2 separate regions of the Hordeum vulgare genome follow, and region 2 is linked to region 1. The links are chromatin contacts, called in public Hi-C maps. All regions are on one chromosome and are shown on one strand. The core of a region is the stretch at or near the end of the contact, and the rest is flanking DNA. Distances in the headings are between cores, read along the strand shown. Region 1 has its middle 68 kb from the start of LOC123444865. Region 2 has its middle 31 kb from the start of LOC123440519.

What was found. A called contact is a pair of places that touch in the nucleus more often than the background predicts.
Region 2: a Hi-C map of leaf shows a contact between it and region 1, with 3 times the contacts expected there. The contact joins two enhancer-like sites. A contact is called at or near these places in 2 of 6 Hi-C or Micro-C datasets (leaf and seedling).

The regions. Positions count from the first base shown.
Region 1 is chr3H:544,929,059-544,935,603 of MorexV3_pseudomolecules_assembly, reverse strand. No RefSeq gene overlaps it. Among protein-coding and RNA genes, the nearest start is that of LOC123444865, 68 kb to the left of the region's middle. Within about 2 kb of position 2,818, at least 3 of the 3 cell types and tissues checked have open chromatin away from gene starts, as enhancers often do. A contact at or near this core is called in leaf and seedling, where this site is marked.
Region 2 is chr3H:545,188,167-545,194,509 of MorexV3_pseudomolecules_assembly, reverse strand. No RefSeq gene overlaps it. Among protein-coding and RNA genes, the nearest start is that of LOC123440519, 31 kb to the left of the region's middle. Within about 2 kb of position 4,734, at least 3 of the 3 cell types and tissues checked have open chromatin away from gene starts, as enhancers often do. A contact at or near this core is called in leaf and seedling, where this site is marked.

The sequences.
Region 1 (6,545 bases), core at 1,569-4,068:
CACGGAAAAACCAAATAAAAATGAAGAAACAAAAAGAAAAAAAGTAAAACATAAAAAGAAGGTAAACATGCTAAAACCCTACTCCTTTTTCTTCTAGTAGGCCGCGCTCTTTACGGTGTACAATAAGTGTCGAGTGTGGCGTGGTGGTTAGCAGCGCTGAGAAGCAACTAGCTGACCCCAGAATTGGTTGTTCAAAAAAAAAAGGCTGACCCCAGAATTGATCCCCCGCTAGCATCATTTTAACTCAGTCGCTGCGTAAACTGGAGGGCGCTCTGGACATTTGGCGAGCACGGACAGAAATATACTAGACATTTGGTGAGCACGGACAGAAATATGCAGCTCCAAGAAAAGAAACGGTTATTTTAGGGGACGCGGCAATATGCAGGATATGCTAGAGATGCTTTTATTACGCAACCTTACCAATACCACATGTTTGCTATCTGACCTCCAAAAAAAATCTGAGCTTCTGGAGCATGGAAGGTTCTAGAAACGATGCCTCACTGACACTACCTGCAGATATCAGAAGAGTGTGAACAGGGGAGACCCATCAGAATACACACGAGCTGCACACTTGCACATTGGACTTGGACAGCCAACGAGGATAGATGCGAGATGTAAAGCAGCAAGGTGATTGGTGCGTGGTGCACCCCGAGACCAGCCAGGGCCTCACCTCACGGGTGGCGTTTAACCGCGGCGGCCGGGGAGGATAAGTGCAGGGATACGGTTGCGAGATGGAAGGAGACTTGCGGTGGCGCTGCGTCGCTGGCGATTTCTCACCGACGGCGTCCCTGTCGAGCGGCAGCGGAGACTAGGCGCGCGGACCTGTGTCACTTGAAAAGCCAACTGATAGCGCCATCAAAAAGACCTTGGCTCTTTTCGCATCAGTTACACGGTCAGGTTATCAAGTGCACTCCTTGATCTTCGCAGCCACCGGGTATGAGGCGTTGTCATGAATTTGTTGGCATGCTCACGTTGTGGTGCGTACGGTGCCCACGGGTTTTAGAAATTCAGAACCACCACATGATTAGTCGCTGCTGCTTGCGAAAAGTGGTTATATAGTTAAAGCATCCTGAACAGCGGCGCTAAAATATCAAGTGCTAAAATAGTTTTACAGTGTCATTGTAGCACTTTTAGCGCGTCGCAGGTAATATTGGTTTTTTTTTTTTTTTGCGGAAGGGGTAATATTGGTTGTTCACATTGTACAAAAACGCGTGCTTAAAAAAACACGCAGTGTAAATTATGAAACGCGCGTGGTCTGACGTCTTAAATTTGTGGCGTGCGATAGCGTTTTTTTAACGTATGTCCAAAAACTTTTTAACACGCGCACTATTTTATAACATCCGCTGAAGCGTATCTGATGACAAAAAATGGTTTTTAACGTGCAGAATAGTTTTTGGCATTTGGTGAAGATGTTCTTAAGTAGGATGACTTGTACGGACACCGTTAGAAATTTGCCAGAAAACAGTGTTGGATACAATGTGCTTATGCAGCTCTACCTCTTTGCGAAAATATGGTTAGTGAGCACAATAGAAGAAGCTACTTCCTTTGTCCTAAGATGAATATTAAAAAAATCAATGTTAAGTTAATACAAATATAACATTAAGACAATGATATTTATTCTAGGACGAATGAAGTATTAAACTAGTAGTAACCCTCTACCTTCAATCAGTGTCAAACTGTTAATTTAATCATCAAGTAGGCTCCTAAATCCTAATGCTCTACCCGTCTACTCGACCGAATCTCCTCCAAGTTCACCATGTATTAGGCCAATAGATTAGATAATCTGGATTATAAAGGTAGATTATCGGTTTATAAAAATAATCTAAGTGAGCATGTTTGGAGGCCAGATTATATAAACTGTAATCCATGTTTTATATTGCATAATGACATGTTTGCCCTCTGTTTTTTTAAAAGAAGAGAGTGGCGGTGGCAGAAATGTAATTATCTCCAACTTTACAAAGGTAATAGGTCATTAGCAATCCATCTAGTTTTTATAATCTAGACCATAATTTGTCATGTTTGGAGACACAATAGATAATAAAAACTGAATTGTATAATCTGAGTGGTTCCAAACAAGGCCTTAATCCCAGCCGGACCCCCTACTCTCTATAAACGCGTGTAACATCCGCGCGACCAGTGTCCGGTTAAAAAAGTGAATCAATCAGACACCTTATTTGGTCTCTATACATCCGAACTGACGGACATTTCTTAAACTTGACACAAATATAAAAACGATACGAGGATGCCCGGTTACGCCCGGATGCATAGTGGAAGTCATGGCCTATAAACAAGCACTTCAGGTGGCGGTTGACAGGAATTTTCAACGTGTCATGTAGAGCTAGATAGCAAGGAGGTGGTGCGGCAGATTAACCAATCCTCCAATAATTTATCATCGCTGGAACACTGGGTACGGGAGATCAAGGAGCTGTTAAGATTAAGGTTGGAAGCCAAGGTAACATGGGTCCGTCGATCTGAGAATGGTGCTGCGCACAAGCTTGCTAAAGTTGCTGTAGGTGACAATAGGTCACAGATTTGGGTGGTTGTACCACCAGACTTCCTTTTAAGTGTAATTTCCCATGAGATTTCTAGTGCGAGTTAAATAAAAAGCGGCACTATTTCCCCTAAAAAAAACCATACTGTTTTTTTTTTAAATGTAAACCATACTGTTAGTCATGCCTTAGAGCGACGCTGCTGTCGTTTACCTACCTAACTTGAACCGTTCATGTACGTCGCCATCGCGAGAGAAAAAAAATCTTGGTCTGAACGGAGGAGAACCACGGTGGGGACTTGTACGGTCCATGTCGCGAGATACATGTGCTGATATGTGGACAGCTGTTCGAGGTATGTACAATCGTTCTAATTTTGCATCTAAGGTAGTACTACGTACACCACTCATGTAGCCAAACTATAAAATGGAATATTTGCAGATATTTCATTTTACAATTCCGTTGTGCGATGTGTGTTCTGCCGGCGCCCGTGTCGGTTCGTATATCAGATGCGGTTTTATCTGAATTTAACACATATGCACGTATTCAAAACTATTAATTTGTAATATAAAAAATATGAATATTATAATACAATAATCATTCAAATTACAATAATTATTCAAATCACCAAAGCAAACTAAATAATTCAATATAAAACTTGTTCCGAATACAAATCACATATAAATTAAATAAAAATGAATGGAAAAATAGAATGTGTTACTCTCCAGCCCTTTGTCAATGGTGCTCAATGAGATTCTCCTTAAGCTGAAAGTGGATGTTTGCATTTTCAATCTTCTTGTAGGTCTGAAGGAAAGCTTTAATGCGGTTAGGGTCTCTAACTAGTTTGACATGGCTATCCACATTGTCTCAGAAGAACTTCAAGTTCATGTCTTTCTCATCTTTAATAATTATATTGTGAAGAATAACACAATATGTCATGATATTTTTCAAGGATAGTTTGTCCCAAAATGAGCAAGGCCATGAACAATGGCAAATCTAGATTGCAAAAACCCGAATGCTCTTTCAATGTTTTTTCGTGTTGCCTCTTGTGCCCTTGCGAATTCACACGGTTTACTGGTTTGGGGTCTTTGATGCTCTTGACAATTATGCACCAAGAAGGGTATATACCATGTGTAAGATAGTACCCCTTTGTGTATTCATGTCCATTGATAGTGCAGTTGCAAGCAGGAGCATCACCACTACCAAGCCTAGCAAACGAATGAGACTCTTGCAACACATTGATATCATTGAGAGTACCCGGCATACCGAAAAAGCAATACCAAATCCATAAATCCTCGGATATTACGGCCTCTAACACAATTGTTGTATCACGAGACTTGCCACAGTACATTCCCTGCCATGCCATTGGACAATTTTTCAAGTCCAATGCATACAACCTATGCTTTCTAGCATGTTAGACCAACCTTTTCTGTCATTAGATGCCATCAAATTTTTTGTGTCTTCCTTGTTGGTTGCCCGAAGATATCTAAGACCAAAGACACGGATGTTCACTTTGGCAAACCTATGCACTAAATCAATTGTAGTATCTTCACCAATGCAAACGTACTCATTGGCATAGTCAACCGGAATGCCGTATGCAATTGCCCGCGTAGATGCCGAGATTTTTTGATATGCACTAAATCCCTTCAAGCCCGCGACATTTCTTCTTTGAGTAAAATACCAACAATTGGCCTCGCAAGCTTGAACAGTTTTCACAAAGAGGGATCAACGCATTCGGTACCTTCTCCGGAAGAGGTGCGACGGATATGTTGGATTGTCCGTGAAGTAGTTTGCATCAACATCTCGTTCCCGAGATGGCGATTTCGAGGAATGCAAAGACGACCAACGGTCGATCCTTGCCACCCCTTTTAGTTCTCGTCTTCGTGCTCCTTCACGGCAAGGGTCATCACCAACGTCTGCTGGCGATAGTTGAGAAGCAGCGTCTCAACATTCGAGTCATTCGAATAGGACAAATCGTCGAGCAAAAACTTCTCGCACGGGATCAATTCCATCTAAATTTACAAATACGCGCACCACGTTAACCAAGTATGCATACCGCTCGCCACAAGCACAAGTACAAACTCACTGGCTGCTCGGGGGCAGTGGCTCTCCAGCAGTGGATCGACGGATCCGGGGAGCCAGTACAACGGCTCGGTGGAAGAGCGTAAGGGCGCCCCCGCGGCGTGATTCCGCGTGCAGATTTGGCCGGAATTGTCGGCGGCGGACGGGCGGAACCAATGGCGGGCGGCGGTGGAAGGGGGTGGGGAAATGGCGCGGGCTGAAATGTCCCTCCCGCCAACCGCTTCCTGGGATACGAGGCACCGTACGGGCGAGGCGGAAACCTGCATTTTAGCGGGTTGGGGATGGGATTTTACCGCGCCCCTCAAAAATATTTATGGGTCGGACGCGATTGCGGGGGTCTGGTCGGGCATCATTTTACGCGCCGACACGTATTTTGGCGGTTATTTTTGCGGGTCGCGGCTTTAAACGGGATCTGCTAGAGATGCTCTAAGAGCATCTCAACCGGACCCTTCAAACCCTCTCAAACATTTGGGTATGTCGTGCGGTCACTGCTCGGTCACAAATATTCGACTCAGACGGGCCTCTCGAACGGACCTCAAACGTCCGGACTGACCGGCTCCCCCATATGCAGCCCAAATACGGGGCGGATATGGGGGAGCCCGAACACACCCGCGCACGCGCGTCATGTCAGACCCGACAACCCGATGCTACCGCAGATTGCACCAAATCCACCCCACAGAATTGCTGGATTCATTTCCTATTTTCCTCTCTTCTTCCTTCCGTGTCGTTTGTCTCGCAGCTCCGCTGCCGCGTGCGATCCGTCGCCTAGTAGCATCTGCCACCCCGGTCGCTCGGTCGATGGATCATCTCTCATGACCCGTCCGCGCAGGACGTCGTCGGTGGCTCGAAAGACACCGCGATACGTCCGACAACTCTTTGGTTGTGCCTTGCGCCGAATGTGTTCAACATAATGTGTGACCGAGTTTGTTGGTGAAATTTTTATGGGAAACCATGGATTCCGATGCTTCGTCCGACGAGGAGTATGGACCGACGGAGCTTGATCAACTGATTCAAGATGAGTTTTCTAATTCATTGGATTTGGACGAAGAAGTGGACATGATGATGTTGATGAGCATGCAAGAGGAAATGAACCAAAAAGTGAAGTATATTCTCAATTTCAAGGGTCAATCAAAGGGAGAAGAATCATCAATCGGGGTAGGGTATCGGGAGCAAAGCTAGTGCAGAAGGATTATTTTGATCTGGAACTAACTTTCCCGGATGATACATTTTTCGTCGTCGTTTTCGCATGCGAAAACCATTGTTTTTACGCATTGTAGAGGGAGTGGAGGCACACGATGACTACTTCAAGCTCACAAGGGATTGTTGCAGTCAACTCTCTTTCTCTGCCAAGCATAAGTGCATGACTTCTATGAGGATGCTTGCACTTGGTACTGCGGCGAATGTCATTGGTGAGATGGTCAGGAGGGGGGAGAGCATATGCGTGAAAATTACTGTCAAGTTTGCCCGTGTTGTGGTGGAGGCATTTGGAGCAGAGTATCTAAGAGGCCAAATGCAGAGTACACGAAGAATTTGTTGGCTATTGAAGAGGCCAGGGGGGTTCCACGAATGCTTGGATCAATCGATTGCATGCATTGGCAATGGAAGAACTGTCCCAAAGGTTTACAAGAAATATACAAGGTCACACAAAAGAGGCCATCATCATACTAGAGGCGGTGGCATCACATGGCTTATGGATTTGGCATGCTTTCTTCAAAATGCGAGGTTCTCACAACGACATCAACGTGCTTCAACAATGTCAGAAAACAAAAGCACTTCACAATAATGCAGGAAGCAGCTAGGAAGGATGTGAAGAGGGCTTTTGGAGTGTTGCAAGCGCATTGGGGAATTGTTCATGGGACCGCAATGATTTGGAAACAAGAAACTTTGTGGTAGCTGATAACATTTTGTGTTATTTTACACAATATGATCGTCGAGGATGAGGGTGATGGTGTAGCATAAACCAATGATTGTGAAGCA
Region 2 (6,343 bases), core at 3,485-5,984, 260 kb before region 1:
CACGGCCAAACTTTGAACATCATCACAAGTAGAAAAAGAAGCATGCATTTTCACTTGACTTGTATAAATGAGAAGCTGCTCTCTAATTATTCCATGATCATCATTGAAAAAGTCATCATGATAAATTTCAGTAAGACGCGCATGCTTATCAACGTTAAACTTCGAGAACGAATTATTGGGGTCAAGACATGAGAAGCAATCAAGCACACCATTAGCTCCATCGCTGAAGCGGTGATCTATCTCCACGCAAATTTTATCAATAACAACATAAAAAATCTATGCACAATATAAATGAAGATTAGTGATAGTCCTCCCAGCTCTCCTTGAGTGACCACAAACTGGTATTACTTCATCCATGTTTGGCACTGGAATACTATTAGCAACACAAAATTCTTGAACATCGTAAAATAAATCATCCCAACCACCCTCTCTTAATGTTGCGAGCCGAGCTTTGACATCATACACTAATTCCATGGCAAGCACAATATTAAGATCTTTTCTTTGCAATACTTTTGAGAGCTCATTTGTGATGCCAAACAACTTAAACATAAGCTTTAGAATGAAAGCAAATTTAAAGCTCTACATTTTTTCTATCAAACCCGCTGCTCGAGACGGCCCACGTCCATGTTCATCAACCGTACTAAGCACCTGTAACACGGAGGGCCACATTGGATTCAAACGAAGCAAGGTAGTATGATGGGAACCCCATCTAATATCACCTGGCCTAGCAAGGGTAGTTGATTGGTGCAAGCCCCTTCCTGTACATATCTCACCACTCTCAAGTTCATGCAGAATATCTTGATGATGTCCCTCTGCCAATGCATCCCTTCTCTTGCAAGATGTAGTTGTTGTGGTCACAATTAAGGAGATGTACTCAAAGAAATCATGAATAGTGTAATATATTTATTAGGAATATTGGGATGTATAAAAAAACAAAAAATAAAAACAAGAATATGAAAAAAGGAAACAGAAACAAAAGACATCCCGCGCCGCCTCGGGCAGCCCTTGTTGCTATCGTCATCATCGAGGATTCCTACATCTTGCTATATGGAAGGCATAGTGGCATCGGATCACGGAATCCCCTATTAGCCGCTCTTCGCGACAAATAGTCAGACAAACGCATAAGATTGGTGGCCAAGGATCTTTTGGGCTGGTCCATTTAGCGCTTCAGTGATCCTGGTTTTGGGAACCTTTCACTTAGTTTTTTTCGGTTTTATGAAACATCCATAAGATTTCTGAACAATTTTCTATATTTTTTTCTTTTTTCTTTCCTATTTATTTTTTATTTTTTTTGTCTTTGTTTTAAAAAATGTTCTAGATTTTCTAAAACTGTTCTTCAAATACGGAAAATGTCCTTAAATTGCAAAAAAAGGTTCTTGCTTTTAGAAAATGTTTCAAATTTCAAAACTTTATTGTTTTTCATAAATTCGATTTTTTTTATGGATTATTCAAAAATGTTTTGGATTTTCAGAAACTGTTCTTAAATTTTAGAAATTTTTTTTCAATTTAGAAATTTGTCCTTGCTTTAAACATGTTTAGAAAATTATTCAGCCTCCCAAATTTGGTTATGATTTCTTATAATTGTTCTCGTTTTTCAAATTTATTTTCGAAATTAAAAAAAAACATGTTTTAAAAACTTGTTCGTGCTTTCAAAAAATTTCACGTTTAAAAAAATGTTCAAATTGTTCGTGCTTCCAAATTTGTTTGGGGTTTTTCAAAATCATTCTCCGTTTCAAAATTTTGTTCGCAAGATTGAAAAAATGTCCGGATTTAAAGAAAATGTTCATGCTTCCAAATTTGTTCAAGATGTTTCAAAATTATTATCGGTTTTGAAATTTCACCTCCAAATTCAGGAAATGTTAGTGCTTTAATTTTTTTTTCGCGCTTTTAAATTTGTTTGGGGTTTTCAAATTTTTATCTTTTTCAAAATTTTGTTCTCAAAATTCAGAAAATCTTCATGATTTGAAAAAAATGTTCGTGCTTCTAAATTTGTTCACAATTTCTCAAAATTGTTCTCAGTGTCAATTTTTTTCTCAAAATCGAAGAAATGTTGTGCTTCATATACGAAAAGAAAATAAAAAATAAAAAAAGAACGAACGAAAAAAAGAAATAAACAGAAAAGATTTTTTTCCTTTTCTGTTTATTTCCTTTTTTTCTTAAATTTAAAAAATGTTCTGGTTTTCAAAAAATGTTCTTCAAATTCGATTGTTTTTGCTTCAAATACGAAAATGAAAGGAAAAAAGAAAGAAAAACTAGAAAAAAGGAAATAAGCAGAAAAGGGAGAAAGAAACAGAAGAAAATTTATTAGATTTCTCTGAAACAAGAAAAAAGCTGGGTCCGCCCAGTTAGTACGAGCACCTGTGTGTTGCAGCTCTTCCCTCCAGCAACGAGGGCCACCCCTGACTGCTATCTGCCGACGCACAGGGCGACCCACAAATGGGCTGGCCGAGTAGGCATACGGCAACTGTAGCTTCTTTTTTTTCTCCATATTTTGTTTTTCTTTTTCGGACGTTTTTCTTGCCGTTTTACTTTTTAATGAAAACTAACAAATGTTGAATTTATTAAATCCTTTTTGAAAGCTTGAATGTTCTTTAAAACAGGGAACAAATTTGAAAACAAGAATAATTTTTCAAAGAATGAACATTTTTTTAATCTTAAGAACAAAATTTTAAACTAAGATGCTTTTTGAAAAATTGAGAACAGATTTAGGACCGCGAACAAAATTTTCAAACACGAACATTTTTTGAATTTTAAGAACAAAATATTGAAACAGAGAACAATTTTCAAAGCCCCGAACAAATTTGGAAGCATGAATAAGTTTTTAAAAGCGTCACAGTTTTTGAAAATTTGAGAACAAATTTTGAAAATGAGAGCAAATTTGGAAAATACTGAACAAATTCAGAAACGTCAACATTTTTTGAAAATATGAATATATTTTAGTTTTTGAGAACAAATTTCGAAAATCAAGAAGATTATGTGAAAAATCATTTTAAATATATCAGAACATTGTTTTTAAAGCCAGAACATATTTATAAAAACAACTACATTTCTAGAATTTGACGAATAATTTTCAAAAATGCCCAACATTTTTTGAAAATTCAGAACATTTTTTGAAAATCCAGAACATTTTTGAAAAAAACAGACACATTTTTCAAATTTGAAGAACATTTATTGAACACTCGGTACATTTTTCGGAAATTGTGAACATTTTTTGAAAATTAAGAACATTTATTGAAAATCAAGAACGTTTTTTTCAAAATCCAGAACATTTTCCTGGCAAAATCAGAAATATAATTTGAGGAACATTTTTCTAATAAATTAAAACATATCTCGCATTTCAAGAACAATATTTAATATCCCGAACATTTTGTGAAAATTAAGAACATCTTTTGAAATTGTAGTACATTTTCTTTAAATCCGGAACAATTTTTTCTAAGAAGTGAAAAGATTTTTCGAATTTGAATAACAGTTTTTGAAAACCCTGAACATTTTCTGAAATTTCTGAACATTTTTTACAAATTCCTGAACAATGTTTGGAAAATAGCAGAAACATTTGCCGAATTGGAAGAACATTTTTTGAGAATCCAGAACATTTTTTAGAATGAAAAACAGAAACAGAATTGGAAGAACATTTTTCGAAAACCCAGTACGTTTTTGAAAATCGAGAACATCTTTCTAACAAATATTTTTTTTTTTAATTTGAAGAACAATTTTTGAAAGTGCTGAATTCTTTTTGAAAATCCAAAATATTTTTTGAAATTCTTGAACATGTTTCAAAAATCTAGAATATTTTTTCAAAAATCCAGAACATTTAAAAAAAATTAAACATATATTCAGAATTCGAAGAATTATTTTTGTAAATCCCGAACAGTTTTTCAAAATTCAGAATATTTTCTGGAAATCCAGAACCATTTTTTGAAAAAAAGCTGGAAATATTTTCGGAATTTGAAGTTCTTTTTTGAAAAATCCCAATCATTGTTTGAAAATTCAGACCAAATTTTGAAAATCGCAAGTTTTTCTTGAACAAAAGCAAAACAGAATTTGAAGAACGTTTTTTCGAAACCCAGTACATTTTTTGAAAATGGAGATCATTTTTCTAAAATCTAAAATATTTTTCGTATTTGAAGAATAATTTTTTAAAATGCCAGACATTTTTTGAAAATCCAGAACATTATTTGAAAAGCCACATCATTTTTGAAACAGAAACAGAAAAAAGAACCAGGAAAGGATAAAGAAAAAAAAGAAAGAAAAGTCGGTTCAAGGAACCTTTAGAAAGTACCCAAACCCGAAAAAACCGGCTAGGAAAGTTTAAGGGCCTGATTGGATTGGCGTATGAGAGAGTCATATCCTTGTAAAATATACAGACCTTCATTGGTCGTTTTTGTTTCTAGTTAAAAATCAAGTACGATCGGTATCCTAACAGGTGTATAAAAATCAAGTGGGATCGGTATCCTAGCAGGTGTATAAGGTTTCTAGTTAAAATATACGGAGTAGACCTGTAAAATAAATATAGGTGTATAAAGATACACCTGAACCAAACAGGCCCTAAAAGATATACAAAATCGGGATCGTAGTGGGCAGGCCCATATCGTGTCGCTCCCTCGTCATCCGTGTGCGAAGTCCCGACATCTTAGCGGTAAATAGTATTTTCCAGGTAAGAGCTTCCATAGGATCACAGCCGTCCCAACGTTTCCCCGCGCTAAGCACAAAACATACGGGCCGGAGTATGCCTTGCTTTGTGCGAAACAAGAGGTCTGCTTGCCTACAAGGCTGGCCCAGTAACCATGTCGGTTTGTCACGTAGACACCACCGACATGTATTTGTATATTTGACACATTTCTTCATATTATATAAATACTCAATACATATATTGCTTTTTTCAAAGTGTTCATTGATTTTTTAATTCAATGTTCAGAAAATTATCCCTCAACTTTTAGAAAATATTTGTACCATTAAAACAATGTATGTGACAATTAAGAGTTATATGCGTTTATAAAAATGGATGTGCTATTTTTACAAAATGGTATGCACTGTAAGAACAAAAGACTCGTCTAACTAAAAAAAATTCGGGCCTTTAAAAATAAGTATGTTACATTGAAAAAAGTGCATGCATCTCAAAAATATGATTGTGACATTTATAAAAAAATCTAAAACATAAAAAATATTGCATAATTTAAAAACATGTTCATATCAATAAAATTTAAGTGTGTATTTGAAAAATGTTTAGCACGCATTACAAAAATGTTCAAAGGTATGTATTAAACAATGTTAGTCATGTATTTAGAAAGAATGAAATGTGTATAAAAACATTTTAGATGTATACAAAAAACATGCAATGTGGTTGAAAAATGCAGGCATCAAAACATATATTTGAAAAAAGTTAATTATGCATTTGAATTTTGTTTTAAATGTAAAAATATCCCTGATGTATATGAAAAGTTAACCATGTGTATGAATATATTAGCATTGCTTTGAAATAAAAGAGAAAATAAAATAAAATATTGATGAAAACTGGTGAAAATTAAGAATGGAAAAACGAATAGAAAAAATGGAAGAAAACGAAATATAAAATATAAATAATAAGGAAAAGTCAAAGAAAACCATATAACAACTGAAGATAACCAAAGAAAACCAATCCAAAAACAATGAAAAGACGATAAACAAAACGAGTGAGAAGCACGACTGATATAGTACTTCGTCGTTTGAGTAGCGTGGTATGAGAGGTGTGACCTACTTACATCTTGGAATGGGCGAGAAGTCGCTCCTACGGAACATGAGGTCTCATTGATGGAGCGTCATATAGCCTTGTTAGTTTGTCATTGAAGGGATGCCTTACTTCGTAATAGTCCGTTGATAGGAGCTTTGATGCCGTAGCGATGTGTGTGGATGTTGGGCTATATAATATCCCTTTTGAGTGGTCTGCTCTTGTGACCATTTTAAAAGGTTTGTGAGTGTCTTTATGCACCGAGTTAGGAGCTTTATTAACAAACTAACATACAGTTACAATCAACTCGTAGGAAAGAAATAAGAAACTCGCTCCGATCTCCTCTAATTCCTTCAAGCTAGGCGCTGAAATCGATCGTGAATTGCTACGCGACTTGCATAGATTGACCAACTCCAAGCAGTCAACCTTCATTATAACATGTGAATAACCACGAAGTTGAGCGAAGATCATGCCTTCATGAAGAGCTAATTATTCAGCTGTGAACGGGTCTGACACACCTTGTAAAGGTTTGCTCCATCATCCAAGGAATGCCAGGTGTGATCGAGCCCCTCCTCCCGCTCCTCCCATCATGCCATTGACATTTAACACCCCATCAGTATTGATAGTAACCAATCCGGG